2 separate regions of the Ovis aries genome follow, and region 2 is linked to region 1. The links are chromatin contacts, called in public Hi-C maps. All regions are on one chromosome and are shown on one strand. The core of a region is the stretch at or near the end of the contact, and the rest is flanking DNA. Distances in the headings are between cores, read along the strand shown. Region 1 holds the start of ZNF800 (zinc finger protein 800). Region 2 holds the start of GCC1 (GRIP and coiled-coil domain containing 1).

The links. Hi-C and Micro-C count contacts between places; a contact is called where the count stands out from the background.
Region 2: a contact with region 1 is called in a Hi-C map of liver, with 2.6 times the contacts expected there. The contact joins the promoter of GCC1 here to the promoter of ZNF800 in region 1. A contact is called at or near these places in 2 of 16 Hi-C or Micro-C datasets (hypothalamus and liver).

The regions. Positions count from the first base shown.
Region 1 is chr4:93,354,282-93,359,857 of ARS-UI_Ramb_v3.0, forward strand. It overlaps ZNF800 (zinc finger protein 800), which reads right to left and starts at 3,676. Exons shown (of 6, transcript XM_042248772.1): 1 at 3,029-3,676; 2 at 2,439-2,557. The coding sequence starts at 2,499. It overlaps LOC121819422 (craniofacial development protein 2-like), which reads left to right and starts at 3,770. Exons shown (of 2, transcript XM_042248773.2): 1 at 3,770-3,942; 2 at 4,168-5,576.
Region 2 is chr4:93,527,902-93,533,565 of ARS-UI_Ramb_v3.0, forward strand. It overlaps GCC1 (GRIP and coiled-coil domain containing 1), which reads right to left and starts at 2,659. Exons shown (of 2, transcript XM_004008035.6): 1 at 1,206-2,659; 2 at 1-124. The coding sequence starts at 2,237.

The DNA.
Region 1 (5,576 bases), core at 2,426-4,925:
AAGCCTCTCAAGATATTCTTCAACCTAAGATGTCTGAGATTTGCTTACAAATAGTAGTGAGCAGGAGAGCAGTTGGAAGATATAGAAGGAACTGTGGTGAGGGGAGAATACAGATCAAAAGTAATTGTCCACATACTCACATACTGATAACCGATGGACCTGTGTGTTGGTTACGTAAGGTTCCAATAGCATTCTACCTTTGAATGTTTGAAAATTTTTCTAACAAAAAAACTTTCTTAAAACATAACTAAGAATATACTTTACATACGAGCTTATAACACCACCACTCACTACAAATTGATCCAGCCTATCAAGACCTCCCCAGAAACACATTGCTCTCTCTCATTCAGGAACTCACCTACTATTCATAATTCAAACGGAGGACAGATCTCTCAGCAGAGTTCATTAAAAGAACTTCATAAACATAATGTCATCTTCTTCCCTCCATCTGAGGGCAACCTCTTTTTAAAACTACCATTTCTATTCCTCTCAATACTGGAAACATCCTCTCACTTGGTCCTTTATCTTCCTGTGAAATAATGACAATTAAAACTACCTCATAAGTTACACTTCTACCTTTCATATGAACTAAACCCTCAGAAAGTGTTTACTTCTAACTAAAAAAGCAAAGAAATACCAACCACTTTTGACCTAACAGTCTGAAAAATAAACTGCATGGGAAAAGTTTCTGGCAAAATAAAGCTGAATTTTTAAAATTAAAGCAACTTATCTGACTTTGTGTTAATGAGGGAGGAAAAGAAGCACAAGTTTCAACACAAATTTAAAAGTTCATCTCTGGAAAATATCTTCAAAGTATCTAGAAAACTTTATCAGAATATACTAAATAAGGTATGGTCACAAATTACCTTATCTGTGTACTTATTTACATCCATCCCTTTCCACTCAAAGGTTCCATGAAGGAGCAAAATTATCTGTTGTGTTCACCACTTATATCCACATTGCCTTGAACAGTGCCTAGCACCTAACTGGTACTCAATAAAGACTTGTCAAAGAACTAAATGAATGACAAAATACATCTCTACCTAAGCAACAAGCTTTAATATGATTTAATTAACTAATTCAACTTAAAGACTTCTCAGAAAAATACGGAATAAAAAGACAGTGGAAGAGGCTGTCTTCCAGTGGAAAAAAAAAAAAGAGTGGAAGTATAAGAAACCATTCACAGTTTTCTACTTCAAAACTAGTAAAATCCATTCAACAATTGGTAAACTATAAGGGATATATATTCACTTCAAATACACAAAATGTGCAGTAGAAAGGATGATGAAAGGTAGGCAAATCAGGGAGCAAGTGAATAAACACTGGATTCCACTCTGGGATTGCCTGTTTTATTAGCAGAGGTTATTATTTTCAGCAAATTAGTGGGGACAGGGTCATAGTACAAATTTTATTCTAACATGTACCAAAGTTTCCAGACAATATAAGTTCTTCCCCTTTAACACCACCATTTTTTTCCCCATTAATCAAAACGTACTCTAAATTAATTTCACTGTGACAAAACCAAGTACACTGGGTGCAGTTAAAATACCCCAACAAGAAACAAGCAAAAGTACTAAAAAGTCCTAGAACTTTTACATCAAAAATAATGCTCAACAACTGCCTTTGAACTTAACAGAAAAGCCTTTTGTTGGTTTAGTGACAGTGTATATTCAAGGATTCTCTTTTAAGCTGTACCTCTAAATGTTTCTAATAATGCACAAACCTCTAACAAGCAGAAAAACTATCACTAGTTTATACATCACATTTTATTAGTGTTCTAATACTCCTTGTGAGATTCCAAAAAATACCTTTTTAGTTTCATAAAGTCAACTAAAAAACATCCCTCTGAACAATATCCTAAAAATATTTATCTTAAATAATCAGATTTTGCAATCCTGTGTTCTGTCCAAGATCTTTAAGAGGTCGCACTTAATACCTCATTCTCCCAACAAGTTGACTTCCACAAACTTTCCTTAGCCGAAACTAAACTCATTCTTAGGTTTAAGCATTATGCTCTTTTTCAATACTGTTTAAGCAGAAGAAATTTCTAGTTTTTAAAAGTTTAAATGAAACAGCTTTCATAAAAATAAATGGTAGTATTCTAATACTACCTAGTTTTTCCTTTCGCTTCAGTTTTAACCATTCACAGAGCATGAGGGTATACTACTAGCTACAAGCTGCCTTGAAAGGGAAGGAAAACGGATTGAGTAATCGATCTTGTGGAAAAGATTTAAGGTGACACCAGCAGTACCTTTTTGAAGGGATCAAGCAAGGGAGATCTCTTGTTTGTACAAGCTTTTAGCTTCATAACTGGTTTTATGCTAGGGGAAATTATAGCCTGCTTAGTTAGGAATGACTTCTTGGGCAGGAAGAAAAGAAAACAGAGAGCAGAGTGGCTCTGATGGAGACCAAAGCAACTGGAGAAGAAAGGGGTATACCTGGTTCACAGCATCCGTGATGATGGTGGTCAGTCTGACAGTACTTGTCCCTTAAAGGCATTTTCAGTGGGCGCGACCTACTTTCCTTTCACTGTAAGAAGCTCTTCATTGCGGCTTGGCTGTTGAAAGAAGCACAAACCCGTCACTCACCCTGAACTTCCTGGGGGGGCTCTCGCTGCATTTTCCAGAAACGTTCCCATCACCCACCCTCCGCTTCCCCTCCAGCGCCCTGCACCTTCCTCTCCAACTGAAAAATAAAAACGCACGAAGGCTTCACCAGCCCGAACTCCCGCACAGGTTCATCGCCCTACCCGGAAACGCAGCCCCGGGCGCGCAGCGCAGGGCGAGGGCCTGGCCGGCTGCGCGGGCGGCGGCGACGGCCTCGCCTTCCCGTGCGGGCGCGCGCGGAGATGGAGGCGCGGAGCGCAGCGGGCACGGCCAGCGCCGGGGCCCGCGGGGCGGGGGGCGCGGCGGCAGCCGAAGGGTAGCTCCCGCCAGCGGCCGGCCCACACCGGCCCTCCCGCTACGCACGTGCGCAGGGGTCTCCCAGGCAGAGCCCCGGTCCCCCAAACCAAGTGCGCCCAACTTACTGAACTCCTGGGGCGGGCCGGCGGGCGGGCGGAAGGAAGGAAAGCAGGCCGGGCGGCCGCGGGGACAGCCTGGCGTGGGAGGCGGCTTCGGGCCCCACCTGGCGCAGCCTCGGCGGACCGCGCGAAGGGACCGGGGTTCGGGCCCGACGCGCTCCCAAAGAGTCCCCGCCGACGCTGACGCGGAAGCGCCACAGCTCACCACGTCCCTCCGCGGCCCGAGGCGACGCGGCGGCTCACGGCGTCCCTCCGCGCTGTGGAACTGGGCGGGCGGGCAGCGCGCGGGCGCAGGCAGTTGACAGGAGGAACCGCCCCGCAGCCGCTGCTGCCGCCACCGAAGGAGCTGGAACCGAAGAGGGCAGGACCTGAGGCGCCCCTCGCCCGGGCAACGGCTGCCGCTGGAGCCCGGCTCCCCCCCAGCGTCGCTCCACCTGCAACGGTCCCTCAGGCTTTTGGAGAGGGGCGCGAAAGGATGGGGGTTTCCCCCCACCTTGGGCCCTTTCTGGTAGTAGTTGTTGTTTCAGGAAACTTTATTAAGTCAGTCTCTCGCTTTCTCGGTCTCCCCCTCCCCGAAGAGCCTGAGCTACCGCCGCGGAGCGAGTAGGAAGGGGGAAGCAGAGACTCTCCGGCAGCGACAGGGAGCGAGTGACTGACCCCGGACGGAGATGGGGCGAGGGCAGGAAGTGACAAGCTCTCGGAGTGGGTGGGGGGAGTGTGGCCGGCACGCCCGGGAGCGTCACGCGCATGCGCCCGGCCCGGCGCCCCCGCCGGTGGGGAGGCGACGCGCGGCGGCTGGGCAGGGAGAGGGAGACCGGGCTGGTGGCGCGGGGCCGACAGCCGGGTGTCTTCGACCCGCGGCTCTCGCAAGCGTCCCCGGCGGACGGGGGGCCGAAGTCCTGGGCTTCGCGGGCCAAGAGGTGCGAGGCCACTGGTGCGGTGGTTGGGGCCGGGAGACGGGCTGCTGGGTAACCAAACTGTTGCTATCGCTTTGGAACCGAAACCGGGAGGCTTGGAAAAGCAGGGGAGAGAACTGTAGGAAGAGGCTTGGCAAATGCGTAAGCCGTAAATCGTGGTGATTCCGAAAAAGTTGTCAGCGCATTTATAAAGGGTACAAGTGAAACTTTTTTTTTTCTCTAACCCAGCAATTTCTGAAGTGTTCTTCTCAGAGCTTTATCAGGTCTTTGGGAGGAAAACAGTCTAGTCCGTGGAAGATAGGTATTGATCGCAGCTGCGCTTGGCGTCTGGCATCTGAAAGCGAAGTTGGGTCACGTGGGCAGTACTCACTTTTTCTTCTCTTCGGCGCTTATCCTGCTTGGAAAACCCCCCAGGATCGCAGTGGTCTGTCAAATTCTGCAACCCCGTGTGCCGGTGCTCGAGGGTGGGAGAGCCGCTTCCCCCGCCTTCTCCCCGGCTCCAGAAGCAAAAATGAAAATTTTAAGAAAGAAAAAGTCCACTTAAAAAATCTCCACCCGCCCTCCCCCACGATCCACTGAAAACGTTCATGATTAAGTTGCCGGTTTTCGGATCCGTGAAAACGTTTAGTAGACAGGCTCTGTATGTATTTTGGAAGAACAAACGAGTGACTGAAATCTATTTTCAAAATTCAGAGTTTGTATTAGGTCCAGTAATAAATGTTACTGTAAATACACTGAATGGAGTATTTGCATAGATCTGAGTGATTTTAGCAGCCAAATAATAGGGGTGACAGGAAAATGATACAAAAATTATCTTTTTAAAAAGGAATTCCACCTGTTCATTCTGCACACTTAACTGGTCAGCATAGTATATTTGATCATTTTTGTCTGTCCCATTGTTAAGCAACACAAAACAAACTAAAATGAAATGGATCTAGGTGGTCAGGGGGGCGGTCCAAGAGGGGATATGTGGGCATATATATATATATATACACACACACACACACACACACACACACATATAGCTGATTCACTTTGTTATATGGCAGAAGCTAACAACATTGTAAAGCAACTATTGTCCCAATTAAAAATGAAATGCCACAATTTCTAAAAGTAAAGTAAGCTGCATCCACATGATAGTGTTTGTCATACAACCAGTAAAATATTTTTCTTATATTTTCATGCTAAGTCTCTTCAGTCCTGTCCAATTCTTTGCAACCCAAGGGACTGTATCCCACAAGGCTCCTCTGTCCATGGGATTCTCTAGGCAAGAATACTGGAGTGGGTTGCCATGCCCTCCTCCAATCTTCCTGACCCAGGAAGGGAAGCTGCATCTCCTGCAGCTCCAGGCACTGCAGGTGATTCTTTTACCACTGAGCCACAGAGGAATATGCTTATGCAAAACAATAGAAAAAAAATTTTAATGTGACCCTTAACAGTGGAATTTTTATTTTAACACTGGAGATCCTTGGTAAAATTTGAGGTGAAATATTTTTAAGTTTTGGGAGATCTACCTGAATAAGCAAATTTATCATGGGCTTAAAAATGAATATACAATTTTAAATTTTCATGAACATGAAAAAGCGTTACTTCAGATAAGTGAAAGTTACAAGTATTTGCTGACCAGATGTGAATTA
Region 2 (5,664 bases), core at 1,409-3,908, 170 kb after region 1:
TCTGCTTGGCTTTCTCGTAGGTGCCCAGCAATTCCGACACCTGGGATATTTGATTCTCCAGGGCCGCCACCCTCTGCTCTTCCAACTGAGACTGCTGGCGCAGCTGATCCTCAGCGAGGGCTGTCTGAAAAAACAAGGGAACAGGTGGAGATGCATCCAGAAAAGCCACAGGGTCGGAGGGTCAACTTTAAGAAAGCAAGAGAGGGAGGACAAAAAGGTTATGGGATGCAGGTGGCCTGGAAAAAAATGGGAACTGGGAAGCTTTCTGAGTTTGGGAGCTAACCCAAGCTCCTGTAACTTGCTCTCAGACACACATTATACCCAATGATATTAAGAGTCTTTGGAGATCTGCTACTGTTCTGCTTTAGTGTTTCTACTCTCTCCACCCATACACCAAGCTCACGTGTAAGTGTGCTGTTCACCATATTACATTCTTTTCCTCTTCCAACATTCCTGGAAGTTCAGAGTTGGCTTGGATCTCTCCCCACGCTGAAAGGAGGCACTGGAAAATAGCCTATCTTTCCAGACATGGCAAATATTGACTGCAAGCAATAGAAGAGGTGATTTCTTCTATGAAAATTCCCTTTGTCCCCTCCAGCCACCCTACCTACAGGCATCCACTGCTACCCATAGATAGGCATACTGCCATAAGCCCCCACTCCACCTTCCACTGCACAGCCGCTGCTACACTGCTTCACAGAGCACAGCTGGGAAGATGCCATGCCCTGACACTCAGATCTGTCTAGCTCCAACTTCAGACTACACTCAGAAACTCCACATCCTGTTGGAAGCACTCTGTGGATACTGTCAACACCACACAGAAAAGGATTTCTCAGGACCCACAAGTGAAACTTTTCGAAGCGCATAAAAAACCAACAGTGCAGGCACTTAGTTCTGTCAAAGGAGAAAAAAAAAAAAAACACTAATATTTCCCCATGTGTCACAAGTGGTGTGTGCTGACTCGTGTCTGACTCTTTACTTCCTTATGGACTGTAGCCTACCAGGCTCCTCTGTCTATGTGGTTTTCCAGGCAAGAATACTGGAGTGGGTTGCAACTTCCTACTCCAGGGGATCTTCCTGACCCAGGGATCAAACCCATATCTCCAGAATCTCTTCCATTGGCAGATGGATTCTTTACCACTGAGCCACCTGAGAAGCCACTTTAAGTTAAATGACTCATGTTTGAAAGAGATGAAGATAATTACCTTTCTCATTTCCTGCTGCAACTGAGCCTGGAAATGGCTCTTGAGGCAGGCAGCCTCTTCTTGAAGCTCCTTCAGCCGGGGGTCAGGCTGATTCTTCTCATCTCGAAGAGCCTGAAGCTCACCTTTCAGCTCTTCCACCTCACGGGTCAGTTGCTTGGTCTGCAGTTCAAACCCTTCCATCTGACCGGCTGCATAGGCCCGCCCGGCCAGAGCTTCCCGAGTCTCTTCCAACCGAAGCTCCAAGTCCTGGCGCTGGGCCCTCTCCTCCTGCAGCAGTTTCTGGAGCTCACGCAGCATCAAGGCATGGTCGCTCTGCTCTTGGGCCCGATCATGTTGCTGCGTGATAAGCCGGGCTTTGGTTTCTGCTATCTGTTCCTGCAGCCCCTTCAGTTCTCCCTCCAGCCGGCCCCTCTCCTCCTCTGCTTTCTTACTGGCATCCTCTAAGTCCTGCTTCATCTTCTTTTTGTCCGCCAGGTAAGAAGCTTCCATGCGGGACTTCTCCTGGGTGACTGTAGCCAAAGAGCTGGTCAAAGTAGCCAACTGAGTCTTCAGCTGGTGCAGTCGTTTGTCCACCTCCCCACCCCCAGATGGTCCGTCCCCACTACTACTGCTAACGCCACTCTCTGACCCGCTGGCCTCTTCCAACTTTGGAGGAGGTGGTCCACGGGCCAGTCTGTCATCTTCTACCCCAAACTCACCCTTGGTGCTGGTGATACTGGCCGCAGTATCCAGGCTGGCGGCGGTCCCTGTGCTATCCTCGCTGTGAGTGGAGCATCGGTCATCCACAGAGTCAGGAAAGGTGAGGCCTTGAGGCTGCACACCTGCGAGGCCTACATCCGCCTCGTGGGATACAGACAGTACCTTAATGCTGGCCTCCAGCGCCTCTTTCTCCTTCAGCAGACTTTTATAGGCAAGGACTACATCCTTGAGACGAGTTTGGTACTGGAGGAGCTGCTTCTTCTGAGTCTCAATGGTCTCCAGCAGGTCCTTCTTGCTTGGGCCGCCCCCGAAATTCATTCCAAACTTCTCCATGAGGGTTCAGGACGGGTTGCTCCAGGCCAGGGTTTGGACAGGCTGGGAGAGCGTCACGAAGATGCTAGCAGGGGTTGTATGCGACGGGGAGATAGCTGTCCCCCTCTGCCGCACATCCGCTCCAAGCAGCTGTTTGAGACCGGATGCAGGGCGGCGGGGCAGCAGGGCAGAAACGCTTGCCAGGTCCCAGACAGGAGGGCGGGGGCGGGTCCTATCCTAGAGGCGGGGCGACGCTGGCACAAGAAGGGCACACTGCCAGGGCTCGCCCGCACTGCCCCAGAAGCCGCTCCGCGCTCCCCGCTCACCCAGCCACAGCAGCACCGGCCCGGCCCCGGCGCACTACAGGCCAAAGGTTTAAGATGAGCGTAGCTCCATCCCGACTTCCTAACTCTAGCGGCTGGGACAACGGCGCTTCCGGGTCTGCTGGAAGTGACGAGAGCGCGACGTATTGAGCCCCGCCCCCAGTGGGCGCGAGGTGGGCGGGGCTACCTCAGCCGGCTGGTGGGAAGAGAACCCAGCAGGGCTGAGAACTGGTCACTCTCCGGCCGAGTGCTGGTTCCTCTCCACCACAGCAGAGCAAGCAGAGTCGAGTACACCGGAGTCATGTTGGTTTGCTGAAGGCGCCTGATCTTGCTCTAGCGCTAAGATCAGCGAGGGACGGGGGCGACATTGTAATGAGCCCTTACCAAAGACTCGGGTAAATGACAGGCCCCACTGTTTGGGTGCTCAGTACCGTTGTCCTTAAAGAGCAACAGTTAAGACTACCATTTAGACCACAAAGATGACAACCCTTTCTAGGACAGTATTTGACACCTAGACGGTGTATAATTATTATTACACCTTTCCTGAGTTCTGCTGGGTTCATTTAACAAATATATATAAATAAATATATATAGGCATCATGTCCATTCTAAGTGCCACCTATATTTCAGAAGCTTCACAAGAGTTTTGCTATTTAGTCTTTATAATTAATCTGCTGAGCATCATTAGCACTATTTTACAGATAGTGCAACGTGAGGCACAGAGAAGTTAAGTAATACACCAAGGTCACATAGCCTTGGGTTTAGAATCCCATGTAGATCGGTCTGATTCTCAACATACCAAGTGCTATGCCAGGTGATCACCAGGAAAGGACAAGCTCCTACCCTCAAGGAGCCCACATCTAGAGAAGCAGCAGCCATGCAAACACAAGTATATTCAAAGTGATACTGAAGTTAAGAGGAGGGAGCCCTGTCTAAGGGAAACAGCGCAGGCTTTCAGGGGAAATGAGTTGGAATTTGAAGAGTAAGTACTGATTGTCCATCTAACTAGAAATGAGGGAAACAACATTCTGCTAACTGCTGCTAAGTCACTTCAGTCGTGTCCGACTCTGTGCGACCCATAGACGGCAGCCCACCAGGCTCCCCCGTCTCTGGGATTCTCCAGGCAAGAACACTGGAGTGGGCTGCCATTTCCTTCTCCAGTGCATGAAAGTGAAAAGTGAAAGTGAAGTCGTTCAGTCGTGTCTGACTCTTGGCGACCCCATGGACTGCAGCCCACCAGGCTCCTCCGTCCATGGGATTTTCCAGGCAAGAGTACCAGAGTGATGTGCCATTGCCCTCTCCAAAACAACATTCTAGGCAGAGGGAAAACTTGCAAGGACTCTGGAGCATCAGAGAGTTTGTCTCACCTGGGAAGCATTGAGAATCATTTCAAGGCAGTAGCTTAGGGTATGCAAAGGGGCTGGCAACAGATACTGCTGACACAATAGATGAGCACCCAAATTAAGGTATTTGGATTTTACCTTTGGTTATAAGACACTAAAGGATTTCCATCACAAGAGTGGCATCAAGTCTTATATGACAAGGTGGAGATACCAAAGTGCAGAAGACCATTTTCAGTCATGGGGATCAAATGATAGTGAAATAGAGCAATGATAACAGGAATGTAAAGAGGCTAATTAAAAAGGATGAAATAATGCCATTTGCAGCAACATGGATGGACCCAGAGAGTGTCATACTGAGTGAAGAGAAGGAGAAATAGCGTATGGCATCCCTTATATGTGGAATCTAAAAAGAAATGATACAAATGAACTTCCTTACAAAATGGAAAATGACTCACAGACTTAGAGAAGGAACTTATAGTTGCCTAGAGGGGAAGGGATAGTTAGGGAGTTTGGAATGGCCACGTACACATGGCTGCTGTTGCTGTTTAGTCACTGAGTTGTGACTGACTCTTTGCAACCTGATGGACTGTAGCCCATCAGCTTCCTCTGTCCAAGGGATTTCCCAGACAAGAATACTGGAGTGGGTTACTATTTCCTTCTCTAGAGGATCTTCCTGACCCAGGGTCGAACTCCAGTCTCCTGCTTGGCAGGCATTCTTTACTAGTAAGCCACCTCGGAAGTCCCTGTATTTAAAATGGATAACCAACAAGGACCTACTGTATAGCACATGGAACTCTGTTCAACATTATGTGGCAGCCTGTATGGGAGGGGGGTTACGGGGAGGATGGTTCCATGTATCTGTATGGCTGAGTCCCTTAACTGTTCACCTGAAACTATCACAATACTGTTAAATGGCTATACCCCAACACAAAATTAAAAGTTCAAAACATAAAGATGTTAGGACAGAGGGAAACAAGGCTAATTGAAAGAGCTAAAGATCACCACTAGTTGTGTTATTATATTAGAACTCTTTTAAGTGTGCTCTTCAATCTTGTAAAAGCTTTCTTAGGAATGTAAGCCTCTGAGGAATAGGAGTCATGTATTCACTCATACTTGACGCCCAAAATCTGTTCTCTTTAGAGTGATGGTCAGACACTAGAAGTCTTTTGAAACCCAGTTTCTTGGTAGCCCAGATAACATCCAGCTGCATCATAGAAAACATTCAGATACATTATCATTTTAATATCATTTTAATCTTCACCATAACCTCATGAGGCAATTAGGATGGATATCAGTCTCCTTTTGTAGATGAGAAAATGATAGGTTGTATTGTTGAAATCAAGCCCTAAAAAGTGGGGGAGGGGGGGCAGAACTGGTATTTGAAATGAGGCCTGGAACAATGGCACCTAATGGGTACTCAATAGATATTTATTTAATGAGGAAAGGAAGGAACGAAGGAACAAACGTTCTCTGATCCCAGCTCACCTCACCGTGTCCACTGCACCAGCAATTGATCCTAGAAGCCCGCTGAGAATCCAGAATAGGCAAAACGTCTGTCTTTGCTCCACTGAGCAACCAGTTAGTCCATTCAACCAAGCCAGCATTTGTTTTATAAGTATTGGGTGCGGCATCGACCCAGTCTCTGTCATAAGAGAAATTTAAACTAATTCCTATCTTGCAATTTCCCCCTTTGATGCTAAGATCAGTGGGGAAATAACTGGTGAAGCTCTTTGGTGAGAGCTTCCTCACAGGATAGCTGTGCATCAAAAATCCTGGTCCCCA